Regions from separate parts of the Mus musculus genome. Here regions 2 and 3 are each linked to region 1. A link is a contact called in public Hi-C data. All regions are on one chromosome and are shown on one strand. Each heading gives the region's core, a stretch centred on a gene start, on an enhancer-like site or on the middle of the called end of the contact. The rest is flanking DNA. Distances are from core to core; before and after follow the strand shown. Region 1 has its middle 17 kb from the start of Gm33502. Region 2 has its middle 15 kb from the start of Gm25375. Region 3 has its middle 93 kb from the start of Fam43a.

Evidence for each region. A called contact is a pair of places that touch in the nucleus more often than the background predicts.
Region 2: a contact with region 1 is called in a Hi-C map of the N1E-115 cell line, with 7 times the contacts expected there. The contact joins two enhancer-like sites. A contact is called at or near these places in 1 of 39 promoter capture datasets (neural stem cells), 5 of 484 Hi-C or Micro-C datasets (the N1E-115 cell line, embryonic stem cells, myocytes and 2 more), 2 of 115 datasets of contacts at active chromatin or transcription factors (embryonic stem cells and pancreatic cancer cells) and 1 of 9 other capture datasets (embryonic stem cells).
Region 3: a Hi-C map of the N1E-115 cell line shows a contact between it and region 1, with 7 times the contacts expected there. The contact joins two enhancer-like sites. A contact is called at or near these places in 5 of 484 Hi-C or Micro-C datasets (the N1E-115 cell line, embryonic stem cells, myocytes and 2 more), 3 of 115 datasets of contacts at active chromatin or transcription factors (embryonic stem cells, heart atrium and microglia) and 1 of 9 other capture datasets (embryonic stem cells).

What each region holds. Positions count from the first base shown.
Region 1 is chr16:30,774,719-30,778,648 of GRCm38.p6, reverse strand. No RefSeq gene overlaps it. Among named protein-coding and RNA genes, the nearest start is that of Gm33502, 17 kb to the left of the region's middle. Within about 2 kb of position 2,263, at least 87 of the 459 cell types and tissues checked have an H3K27ac peak or open chromatin away from gene starts, as enhancers often do. A contact at or near this core is called in the N1E-115 cell line, where this site is marked.
Region 2 is chr16:30,871,978-30,875,907 of GRCm38.p6, reverse strand. No RefSeq gene overlaps it. Among named protein-coding and RNA genes, the nearest start is that of Gm25375, 15 kb to the left of the region's middle. RefSeq lists an enhancer at 592-3,246. Within about 2 kb of position 1,832, at least 43 of the 459 cell types and tissues checked have an H3K27ac peak or open chromatin away from gene starts, as enhancers often do. A contact at or near this core is called in the N1E-115 cell line, where this site is marked.
Region 3 is chr16:30,691,047-30,694,976 of GRCm38.p6, reverse strand. No RefSeq gene overlaps it. Among named protein-coding and RNA genes, the nearest start is that of Fam43a, 93 kb to the right of the region's middle. Within about 2 kb of position 2,281, at least 43 of the 459 cell types and tissues checked have an H3K27ac peak or open chromatin away from gene starts, as enhancers often do. A contact at or near this core is called in the N1E-115 cell line, where this site is marked.

The sequences.
Region 1 (3,930 bases), core at 1,014-3,513:
GTTTTTTAGTATTTCCCGAAACACACCAGGTATTGGGCATGCAGAAATTATTGTAATCACATACACACACACACACACACACACACACACACACACACACACACACACACACACACACGTCTATCTGGGACAGACTGTAAGATTCAGACTGATGCATAATTTTTTTAAGCAAATCAAAACAACTACTTATCAATTCATGAAATTAAACCAGGAATACATAGGCACATGGCTACATGAAAACCGCCTCCAAGAGCTTGGCAAAGCCTGAGAAGGGTGAAAGATGGAGCTGCCTTAACAGGGCCATGTAACGAAGGGGCAGCTAACTCCGGGGTATGACGTCACCTGCTGACCTCCAGCAGGCCTTCTGGTAAATTCATGGAGTCGAAGGCAAGGGAATCCCCCTGGGGCTTCAGTGAAGCCTTACTGACTGCTTGCCCCACAGCTGAATTAACTCCCCAGTGGAACTGCCATTCTGAGGAGATGACTGCCTTGAGCCAGCCCTGCCTCTGCAGATCACCTCTGAGGGCTCTGTGACTATTTCGTTGACATCATTTTTAACCATCTGCCGGGACTGACTCTCTCTGTTATTTATCAGCTCTGTTTCTCCCTCCACTTAGCCCCACTTTGACAGCACCGCAGCCATTGTAATCCCTTCTTACATTCTGTAATCTATTATTGTTTTGTAAAATGTATGTATGTGGCCTGAGAATTACTAATATCGGTGACTGCAATTGAAATAGAATAAAAGAATCCATATTTACTGATGGTCATGAAGACCAAGCAAAAATCAAGGAAACCCAGTGACTTAAAGCTCAGGAAATCGTTGCAGCTTATAAATGGTTTGTTAGTCAATGCATTTTGCCACTGTACAAAGTCAGGCATGTCTACCTATGTGGCTTACTTAGCTCACTCACAGTATCAATTTAACAATGCTTAATAGAAAACTGAGGGCCTGGAGAAATGGCTCTGTAGTTAAGAGCACTGTCTGTTCTTCCAGAGGACCTGACTCCTACTCTCAGCGCCCACATGGTGGCTCTCAACTGTCAGTAACTCTAGTTCCTTTTGAAATCCGTCTCCCTCTTCTAGCTTCTGAGGATACTGCACACATACAGTATACAATCGTACATGCAGACAAAACACCTGTACACATAAAATAAAAGTAAATAAATCTTTAAAAGCTAATTTAAAAAGAAAGCTAAGCCGGGTGTGATGGCGCACGCCTTTAATCCCAGCACTCGGGAGGCAGAGGCAGGCGGATTTCTGAGTTCGAGGCCAGCCTGGTCTACAAAGTGAGTTCCAGGATAGCCAGGACTATATAAGAGTGAGCGTCTGCAGAACTGGGACCCTCTCGGGGCTCCAGTGACATCATAGATGTGACATAAGTGGTGAAGAAGGCAGAGCTGAGGGTCCTCTCGCCTAGTTGTGCCCACAGACCCAGCGGGAGAGGGAGGGACACACAGAGTCCACATGAAGGTGCACGTGTCAGGATGATGTGGGGAAGCGGCTTCTGTTGTCCCTTCCGCGCTGATTTATCATGGTGCCAGCCATGCTGGGCTCTCTTGAGGGAGAGTGGACTCCACTCTGAGGCTTTGTCTATCGTAGACTTTCTCCAGCTGTGTTCTCTCTTTCTAATACTTCACCTTACCAGCTCCCTGGCTCCGGCTCTGGGCTCCGGGCTCTGTCCTCACACCCCAGCTTCTCTCCTGCTTTCCCTTCACCTTCTTTGTTAGCTAACCTCAGCGTGGTGATACAGAAAACAAAGCCTGACCTGGTTAACAAGAAGCCCCTGCCCACCTTCTCTGGGCTTCCTCTTTCCTGATTGATGCTGTGGATACTGTCTGCCTGGCACCTAGGCTGGTGCTAAGGGACAGAAGTGGTGCCGTGACCACTCATGGCTCCTACCAAACAGAATCACCGAATAAGAGCTCTGTGACCTCGGATAGGCCCCCTGTTTAGATCTCAGTGCTTCTTCCCACACCTGCCTGTGGCAGCCAGGCGTTCTCTACACGGGGATCGCTTGTGGTCAAGCTGGCAAGCGAGGCCTGAATGCCAGAGTGGAAACTGAATCGCGGTGCTGGCTCAAGGATCATCAGTCCCTTGCCACTCCTCCCATATAACTATAAAACACCACTTCCTCAGCTCCGACTTGTTCATTTTCTATTTTTATAGCCATTCCAAAAGCAAACCCTAGACATTTGCATAATAGGCACGCAGTTCACTAGCCAAAGCCTCAAACCACCCCTCAGTCACCAGGGGAAGCAGCTCCTCCCTCAGCAAATCACGAATGTCAGCCCTGCAGGAGAGCCTGGCCCAGCCGGTCACCAGAGGCACAGGCAGTGGGTGAGATAACTCACTGTCTGCCCCAGGGTAGAGTCCTCGGCAGGATCGGCTCACATAAGCTGCCTTGGCAACACGAGACCGCCTAGCAAAGACCTCCCAGTACAGGCCCCTAGACAGGATTCAGACCTCATCCTGCAGGACCCCGTAGCCCTAGGTCTCCCCAAGAGGCCCGTCTGGAGTGGCTGAGGCACTGGGAGTTCTCCAGGCTTGTCTTAAACCCATGTTTGCATAGTTCACACACTGATTTCATTTATATGGCCAGTTATAAATCAATAAAAAGCAATCTTCTATAAAGACGCGTGTATTCACACTTTATACAAGAGCAAGGGAACAGACTGTCCGTACCATTGTGTTGCATGACTGAGCAGGTGGAGACAGGTGGTGACTCTAAAGGCCACCACCACGCTGGGTGGAGAGCCTGCTGAGGGTCTCTGAGATGGCTCAAAGTCCCTCAAAGAGGCCCAGTGATCTTGGGTCATCTGGGGCCACTCTCAGCTTTCATTTCCTTATCTGCAAAGTCAAACGGATGGTCCTGCCACTAATCAAATCAACCAAGCCCACAGGGATAAAAGCCTTTTGTGAAGAGGGAGTCATGAAAATGGAGGGGTGGGGGGAGCGTACAACCGTGGCCACTGTCATCTGGTACCCAAAGGGGACTAGCCGTGCCGTGAAGCTGTCCCCAGTGCCCAGCGGAAGCCTCTTCCTGACTTCTCCTGCTTTTCCTTAGCTGAGCCCCAAGCTGGCACCTGGCAGCCTGCCAGGCTGACCCAGCAGTCCTTTGCCAGTTCATGACCTCAGATGTCCCTTGGAATCTGTTGTACTAAATCTAGTTGGTTCTCGCTCTTCTCTGACAGGAAGGCTGCTTTGCACATGTGCTATGAATGGTGAGGAGGGACCGGAGGGTGGGACTGGCGTTCCTTATAGCTCTGAGCTGTAGCTCTGGCAATAGAGTTCAAGCCTCCTTAGCGACCAGGCTGGGACACACCCAACAGCCTGGGGCTATAGCTTCAGAAATCTCTAAAGGCTTGGGTTGTCTGCTTTGACAGGAATGAAACTCCTTCCCCTGTGGTGCAAGAAGCCCTTTGCAAGAAATCTTGGCTTTCTGCCCCATTCCCACTGCTGACCGATGACCGCTGACCTGCCTACTTAGATGCCTTCCGGGCATAACTAATGAAAGTCAGCTCCTTTGGATAGAGCAGGGCTCTGAGCACCTCCAAGCCCCCAGTCATAGTACAGATGGGAACCAGATGCCTAGGAAGAGAAGTGGCTGACTTGCTTTGTGATTAAATGTGCATTTGGGAGAGTCTTAACAGCCATGCTCCACTTGATCGCCAATCCTCACGGTCACGAACGCCTGGTACCCATGAAAAAAAAAAGAAGAGTTTTTCCAGGTGTAATTAGTTTAAGTCATATGGGATGAGAGTGGCCATAAATCCATTGATTATGCTCCTCATAGGAAGGCAATGGAAAGGCATCAATACACAGAGGGTAATAACCAAGAAAGGCTAAGGAACGATGTTACCAACAGAAGCTGGAAAAGGTAGGGACAAAATATACTTTAGAACCTTCAGAGGGAGCCTGGCCGTACCA
Region 2 (3,930 bases), core at 583-3,082, 98 kb before region 1:
TCCTCATCCTCGTCTTCCTCCTCCTCTTCTTTTCCTTCTTCATCTTTTTTCATCTTCTTCATCCTCCTCCTCTTCCTCTTCTTCTCCCCCTCCCTTCCTCTTCCTCTCCCTCCTCCTCCCTCCTCCCCCTCCTCGCCCCGCCACCTCTTCTTCTTCTTATTTTTTTGCACATTGCTTTTCTCAAGATGTGTCCCCCCCCCACCCTCTGTGGCAGGTTAAGTTAAGAAGGCAGCTGCAGGAGGCCTGTGGAGGGAGCTGTCGTCTGTGCAGTGGGGTAGCTGGGAAGCTTGAAGAGGTCACTGGCACTTGGGAGAAGTGTCCTTGTTGAGTCGGCTTCCCTTCATTTTGTTTTTATTACCATCTTTATTGAGGTCTGTTTCACAGATCATAAAACCCAGCTATTTAAAGTGTATAATTCAGTGGTTTTAGTAACTTTGCGGGGTGGCGGACGCCCCCTGCACCACAGAATTTTAGAGCTTCAGGGTGACCCACAGGCACATTTTCCAGTTGCCTGCCCCACCCCCACACCCTTCCCTAGGTGCCCACTTACTGGCTCTTCAATTACAGGACTGTAGGTTACATTCTAAAGGCTGCAGACCTCAGATCACCAGAACAGCAGGAAAATTGCAAGGCCTGGGTTTGTTTCCTAGTAATAGAGTTTGCTATCCCAAAGGCTGAACAGCCAGGGGCTCTGCACCTATTAGGTACACAGGGGCTCTGTACCTATTAAGTACAAAGGGGCTCTGCACCTTTTAGGTATACAGGGGCTCTGCACCTATTAGGGACACAACTTCTACCTGTGTCAGGCAAAGCATTTCTTTCCTTTGTCTCTTGATGGATGCATTCCTGAGTTCCTCCAGCCTCATCTAACTGGATGCAACTGCTGATACTGGCTTTGTGGCACATGCCTTTAATCCCAGCACTCAGGAGGCAGAGAGGCAGGTGGATTTCTGATTTCGAGGTCAGCCTGGTCTACAAAGTGAGTTCCAGGACAGCCAGGGCTACACAGAGAAACCCTGTCTCGAAAAACCAAAAAAAAAAAAAAAAAAAAAAAAAAAAAAAAAAAAAAAAAAGAAAAAAGAAAAAAAGAAAAGAAAAACACTAGCTGTTGGTTCTCTGCCTGGGTTCGGAGCTGCAGAGGGTATGGTGTGACTTTGTTACTTCTGTGATTTCTGCCCAATTTAGTCCTCATTTTCATGTTCAAAATGAGGGAAACATGGCGAAGGTGCGTCTGTAGGTGTGGTTATAGGTATGTAGGTGTGGCTGTAGGTTTGTCTGGGTGGCAGAGCACGTGCTATCGATGTTTGAGGCCCTGGGATCAAGGCCTAGAATACACTGAAAGAGGCATGAGCAGATCACATGCTTAGCCTGTCAGCATTTATGCACTCGGGCAGGAGATGCTGTATATTGGATTCTTCAAGATAATATATTTATAAACACACACACACACACACACACACACACACACACACACACACACACACACACACACTTTCAAATAACACAAGGCCAGTGCAGAAAAACTGCACAAAACTCAGAGTCAGCTCCGAGGCCTCCCATGCGTAGCCCTTGCTACAACCCAGGAGGCAGGCTTCCTGTCTTCCCACCTTATAGTGTTACTTTTGCAGGATTCTGGTGGCAGAGAAGGCATTTTGGAGCCACGGGGTGCCGCCTGGCTCTTACTGACCTGGGCTGCCACTCTGGCGTAACCCGGCTGCTTCTGGGCTTTAGACCCAGCTGTTTAACCTGCTCTCTAATTTCCCTCTGACCACGGGCCAGGCTTGGCCTCTAGGATGGTCCTTCTGTCTGCCACATCATCTGCTGCGTGACGGCAGGGCCAGCCTAGAGCGATTAACAGCGAGAGCCACTCCGGAGCGTCTGGGTAGCAGGTTGTGGCACGTCTCAGGGTAATTGAATTTTGTACAGAAGCTATCTCGTTAATCATAAATTAATGACTCTTCCAACTGAGGCAATTAAGAAGACCTAGGATTAAAAAGAGCCATATATTCATTTCACATCTGTCTAATTACCCTGAAGTTCACGGAGCCTAGGAGAATGGGAAAAATAGGTTCCATTCTTCTCCGTTGTACTCGACAGTTTTCTCTAGGGCTGGCTCCGCCCCAAAGGGGGAATTGGCTTCTGAAAGTGCAAATGCCTCTTTGTGACCTGCTAGGCTAGCATAAAGAGGAAGAGTCCGGACTTGGTGGGGAAAGCTTGGGGACCGGAAATGGAAACAACCTGAGTTGTCTGTCCGGTCCTGAGAGCCAACCTTTTGTTAGCGTCAAGGATCAGAAGCTTGGCGATGGGAGGAAGCTTCTAGGCTTTTCCACGGAGCCTGGAGGGACCATCTGAGCCAACGTGTGAGAACAGTGAAGTGAATAGAATGTCGCAGGCTTCTCGCGCCTCCGGGTACCTTGTCAGGGCGCCTATATACTCTTCCTCACTCTGGGAATTATACATGGTCAGTCACATTTTGAATATGAAAGAAATTTCCTTGACCTAACATACACTACACATAAAATAAGAACAAAGGGAATGAGTATTTTATTTGCACAAAACCTTAATTAAAGCAACTGTCTTAGATTTCCCAGTCATGTCTAAAAATAGTGTGCTACATCAAGGGCCTCTAAGGAAGAGAGGGAGGGGTTTGATAAATCCGAATAGAACGTTTAGATGTTCTCTCCAGAAAATGACAGCAACTTTAGAGACTGGGTAAGACTTGTAAGTCAAACCAAATATACTGGAGGCCCTGTAAAATTTCAATTAAGCAATAAAGGAGAAGAGGTGGTAGGGATGGGGGCTGGGTAGCAGGGAGAGAGAAGGGATGGGGGTGGGGAGGAGAGGAAGAGAGAAGATAAGAAAAAGGAGAAGGGATTTCAAAATAAAAGAGCTTTAAAGCCATTGCTCCACAGCAGGCTTTTGGATGGGGCATCTCTTGACTAACATGTCTGTCCTGTCCCACATGCCTGTCTTGTCCCACATGCCTGTCCTGTACCACATGCCTGTCCTGTCCCACATGCCTGTCCTGTCCCACATGGAAGGAAGGGCTCTTCAGTTTTCTGTATCTCCCAGTCAGGCTGAACTTGCCATCCTAATCGTCATACTGTGGTCTGGGCTTCTCTGTGCCTTTATATGCTGGTCTGTCAGTGTTCACTGCCCCACGACAGAAGGTGGAGGAGTGCATGAGCCCAGCTGTGCCCTTTCCTGTGCTGCCACCAGTATCCAGGAGGTCCAAGCCAATAGTGTGAGCTCTGTTTCACTGGTGACAAGTATCTCCTGCGGGCAGATCTCTGTGAGTTCAAGACCAGCCTGGTCTACAGAGTGAGTTCCAGGATAGCCAGGGCTACACAGAAAAACCCTGTCTCAAAATCCAAAAAAGTAAAAAAAAAAAAAAAAAAAAAATTAAAAAAAATGTTAGCACTGGATTCCTGGAAGGATGATAAGCCATCTGACTTAAGGCTATGAGAGTGTAGGAGGTTTCCCAGAAGAGGTGACAGACAGAGCTCACAGTGGTGAATTACTCGGTTGGCACTGTTCCCAGTACTTTACAACTGTAAACTCACTTCATGTCTCCTCAGTCCCACAAGTGTCCACTTTGGTGGAGGAAGAAACTCCAGGAGATTGTAAAACCTTCCCAAGAGCCACACATCTAGAACAGAGTGGGATGGGGTTTGATCTGGAACACTGAAGTCATAGTACGTGTGCTAGAGGTGTGGTCCCCTGACTGCCGCCGACCCCGCCCATTCTCCTGCCATCTCTGACTCCTGGTTTTCTCATTTGTAGGATGGGTTGGCAGTAAGCAGGCTAAAAGGGCCCTGGCTTTCTATAGTGTGTTACTTTTCATTCAGTTCATTTTTCATTGCTATAACGAAACACATGAATCAGGTCATGTCCGAAGAAAGCAAGGTTCTTTAATTCACCATTATGGAA
Region 3 (3,930 bases), core at 1,032-3,531, 84 kb after region 1:
GTTATCTCCCCGGGCTTTGATCACTGCTCCTACCCCAATATTCTCAGGCCTCCAAGCCACAAACTCAGAGACCAGCTATCACCACTTCATGCCCCACAGGTCTGACCTGGACAGACAGATGCACCTGCCAGGTTTCTAGAAAATGGTGCAGCCCTCCTACCCCAGCTCACAGTTCTTTCTTCCTTGCAAGCATCCATTCCCTTCACCCCCTTTCATAGCCCTCTTTATTAAAAAAAACAAAAAACAAAAAACAAAACTAAAAACTTTAATCAGCATTAGAGCTAAGCAGATATCTACCTTTTAAGCTATTAGAATCCACTTGCCCATCAATAACCCAAAGTTGTAATTTTCCATGTTCCATCTGGGCTGCACTTAACTCAGTGGGCCAGTCCTCCCCTCTCCCTCTCCCTCCCCCTCCCCTCCCCCTCCCCTCCCCCTCTCCCTCCCTCTCTCTACTTTGCTTTGTTTTGTTTCACCTTTGGAAGAAAACTTCTTCTTAAATTGACTGTGTTCTTGTTCTTCAAGACAAGACCTGAGGCTGGGGATGTAAACTGAGCTAATAGAGTTCTTCTCTAGTATGCAGAAAGCCCAGAATTTGACTCCAGACATCACTTAAGCTAGGTGTGGTAATGCATGCTTGGAATTCCAGCACTTGGAAGAGGGTAGAGAATCAGAAGTTCAAGGTCATCTTTGGCTACATAAAGAGTTTGAAGCCATCCAAGAAGTGGGGGTGGGGGAGATAAAAGCTGAGAAGAAACTTTCACCCAGTAACAGATGAATAGATGAATGAATGAGATAACAGTAATACTGAGCAGTATTTTAATGATGAGTTTGTTGGGATTCAGACCCAGGACAAATAGCCAAGGTGCATATTTTACACACCAAGTCTGACCTGGCCACCAGGCTCTCCCAGCATCCCTCAGTCCCTACCTGTTACAGAGCATACCCCACCCTCTTCCCTGAAGCTGCCCCTCCCCCAGAAGCTCTTCCCTATATAATCCAGACATTTTGGTCGCTCTCTCCCTATGTGCCTGTGGTTTCAGTTGTTTTCTCCATAGTTCAGGTCTAACCACTGAGCTTCTCTATCTAGCCCCTTGGAGTGCCCCAGGTCTAGCCTCTCACCCTTTCACACACACACACACACACACACACACACACACACACACACACACTTGTATCTTCTTTTGGAGAAAAGCAGCCTATGCTCTCTCCCTCCCTTGCACACCTTTCCCAGGTCTCCCCCTGCCTCAGCACCAACCATCCTTCTCCCTTCTGAGTTCTACTCATCTCCCAAGTCCCCCCCCCCACACACACACACGCACCTTGCCTTTGCCCTTGTAGAGGCAAGTGGGGGCTACAACAGAAGGGATAAAGCAGCTTGGGTGGTCAGGAGTCCTTGGTCCATGCCTCTTCATGGATTCCACCCCCATAACAGCAGGTAGTATATACTGTATCTCATTGCCATTCTGTAACAATAAGCATCATCTCTGTTCTCAGCTACAGACTCCAACTCCAGCTGATTAAAAACAGACACGCATTAGAAGGCAAGATTCATGCTGGCTGAAAGACCAGAGCACTCAAATCAATGTCTAATCTCTGGGCCTGTATTTTCCATTGTGGCTGCTATAGGATAGTTGGATTCCCTAGTCACTAGCTCTCCTCTCAAGACATGACCGACCGTGCAAACCTAAGGCTTGGATTCTATGTTCTATTTCCTGATAAAAATATAAGTGAGGTAGGTTGCAAGCAGCAGAGTTCCACAGCTCTTAAACAACACTAAAGTCTGTGGTTGTCCTCTAAGGAAAAGGGAGCCCTCTGTAAGAGTGCATGCAGTTTCTTCCCAGCACAGCCCTTCATTATCCAGGGAACTGGAGTCACTTGGGGTCAGCATCACACAAGGGCATTAAGTGCTCTTGGCAAATACAGGGCCCAAAAGGTCCCTGGGGTTTGGTGGAGGAAGGAAGGGTCACAGACAATTTGGCTTTGCATACTTCTGAATTGTTCTAATTTTTGCCACAAACATGTTTTGTTTTTATAATTAAAAAATAACCACTCATAAATCTTATGAATGCTTTCTCTTTTAATAAACTTCAGGGTCTCGAGGAGCTGTCGGGTCCTTGGAGACCATCCAGTCCTGCCCATTGCCTGACAGAGGAGGAAATCTGTCTCCCAGGAGGGTTGACTAGCCCAAGGTCACACATCAGACAGAGCCTTGGGACCCACTTCCCAGGCACGTTCATTTCTACAACTGTGGGACAATGAATCCGTCATTTCTACAACTGTGGGACAGTGAATCTGATTGGACTTGGGCTGTGCTGGCAAATGTAGCCTGTGATTCACTCCCCAAAGGGAAAAGCAATTAGGATTGTAAAAGCAAAAGTGAGCTGGGGCCGTTTTGAATGGGCTTGTTAAAGCTCCAGGATTAACTAAGAAAATGCAAAGAAAACCATGCACGGGCAAAGAAGTCCCTGGGGACAAGAACGGTCTACTGCCTACCTCACGCTCCTAGTCGTTTATGTACGCATTTGGGGAGAGAGACAGAGACAAAGACAGTGGGAGAGACAGAGAGAGGCGAAATGATTGAAAGAAATTAGATGATTTGAAAGGAAGGTGAGGAGGTGTGGGAGGAGGAATGCCCGGCAAACCTACAGCTTTCCTCTTCTCAAGCTCCTGGAAAGACTCCAAACTGCGAGAAGATGGGGGAGCAACGGAAGACACACCCACCGGAAGACACACGGGAAACCATGCCAAGGGACACGTGTTAAACCGTAAGCTGGAAGGCGCCCTCCCATCTAAGCTAGATAAAGGGTTGGATGTGGTTTGTGCCCCAAACGCTTGTGCTCCTGTGGCTTCGCATCCAGTATGACGATGTGATAGCAGAGTGAGAACTGGAGCCTAGGAGAGGTGGCGGTCATTTAAGTCACCGCCTTAGGGATTGGGGCCTTTCTTTTGTTGTTAATCGTTTGAAGCTCATAGATTGGGTCTTACCATATCGCTCAGGGCCTAGAACTGAAAACCCTGCTGTCCCCATATTCTGCGGGCCGGATCTCAGGTGTGTGCCACCGTGCCCAGCTTACAATTCTCCTGAGAATGGGTTGCTACAAGGACAAGCTCAACCCTTGAACGTCCACCATGAAAAAGCAACAAGGAGAAGGGGCCCTTACGCAACAGAGCCAAGCCCTTGAACCACCCAAACTGGAAGCTCAATTACCTTTTCTTTTTTATCGTTTTTTTCCTCTTTCCTTATTTCTCTCTCTCTCTCTCTCTCTCTCTCTCTCTCTCTCTCTCTCTCACTCTGTTTGTTTTGTTTTGTTTTGTTTTGTTTTGTTTTGTTTTGAGACAGGGAGGTTTCTCAGAGATCTACCTACCTCCGCCTCCCAAGTGCTGGGTTTAAGGTGTACACCACCACTGCCTGGCTGCTACTCCTTTTCTTTAAAAAAAAAAAAAAAATCAATATTTTCCTGGACTCGCTTCCAGTCTGGTTTTCCTTACCCACTCCCCGTCTCTGCAGTTACAATTAGCCCTTGGTGACACTTTAAGTGTGTAAACACTGTTCCAGACAGTAAAGACAAGCAGCTAATTGCTTTTGGTTCTCTCCCACGCCTTCCTGCAAAACAGAAGGAAAAAGGAGAACCAAAGTTAGCTGAGGACGCCCTCTCTAAGAGAATCCACCTGCTTTGATTTGTCCTGCACCAGGACTTTTGTGGTCCCAGGAGATAGGACATATGACAGGCTGAAGTATGGCCAAAATATGCTTGAAGCCCAAAATATGCTTGAAGCCCACGTCTCTCAGATCTCTCTGGGACTCCTGAGAAAACTGAAGATGGTCTGAATTATCTTGGGAGTAAATTTTCGAATCAGCCTCCCTACCTAGTCCCTGAAGGTCAAGGCATTGAGACCACTAGACCATGTGCTCTTTCACAGGAGACA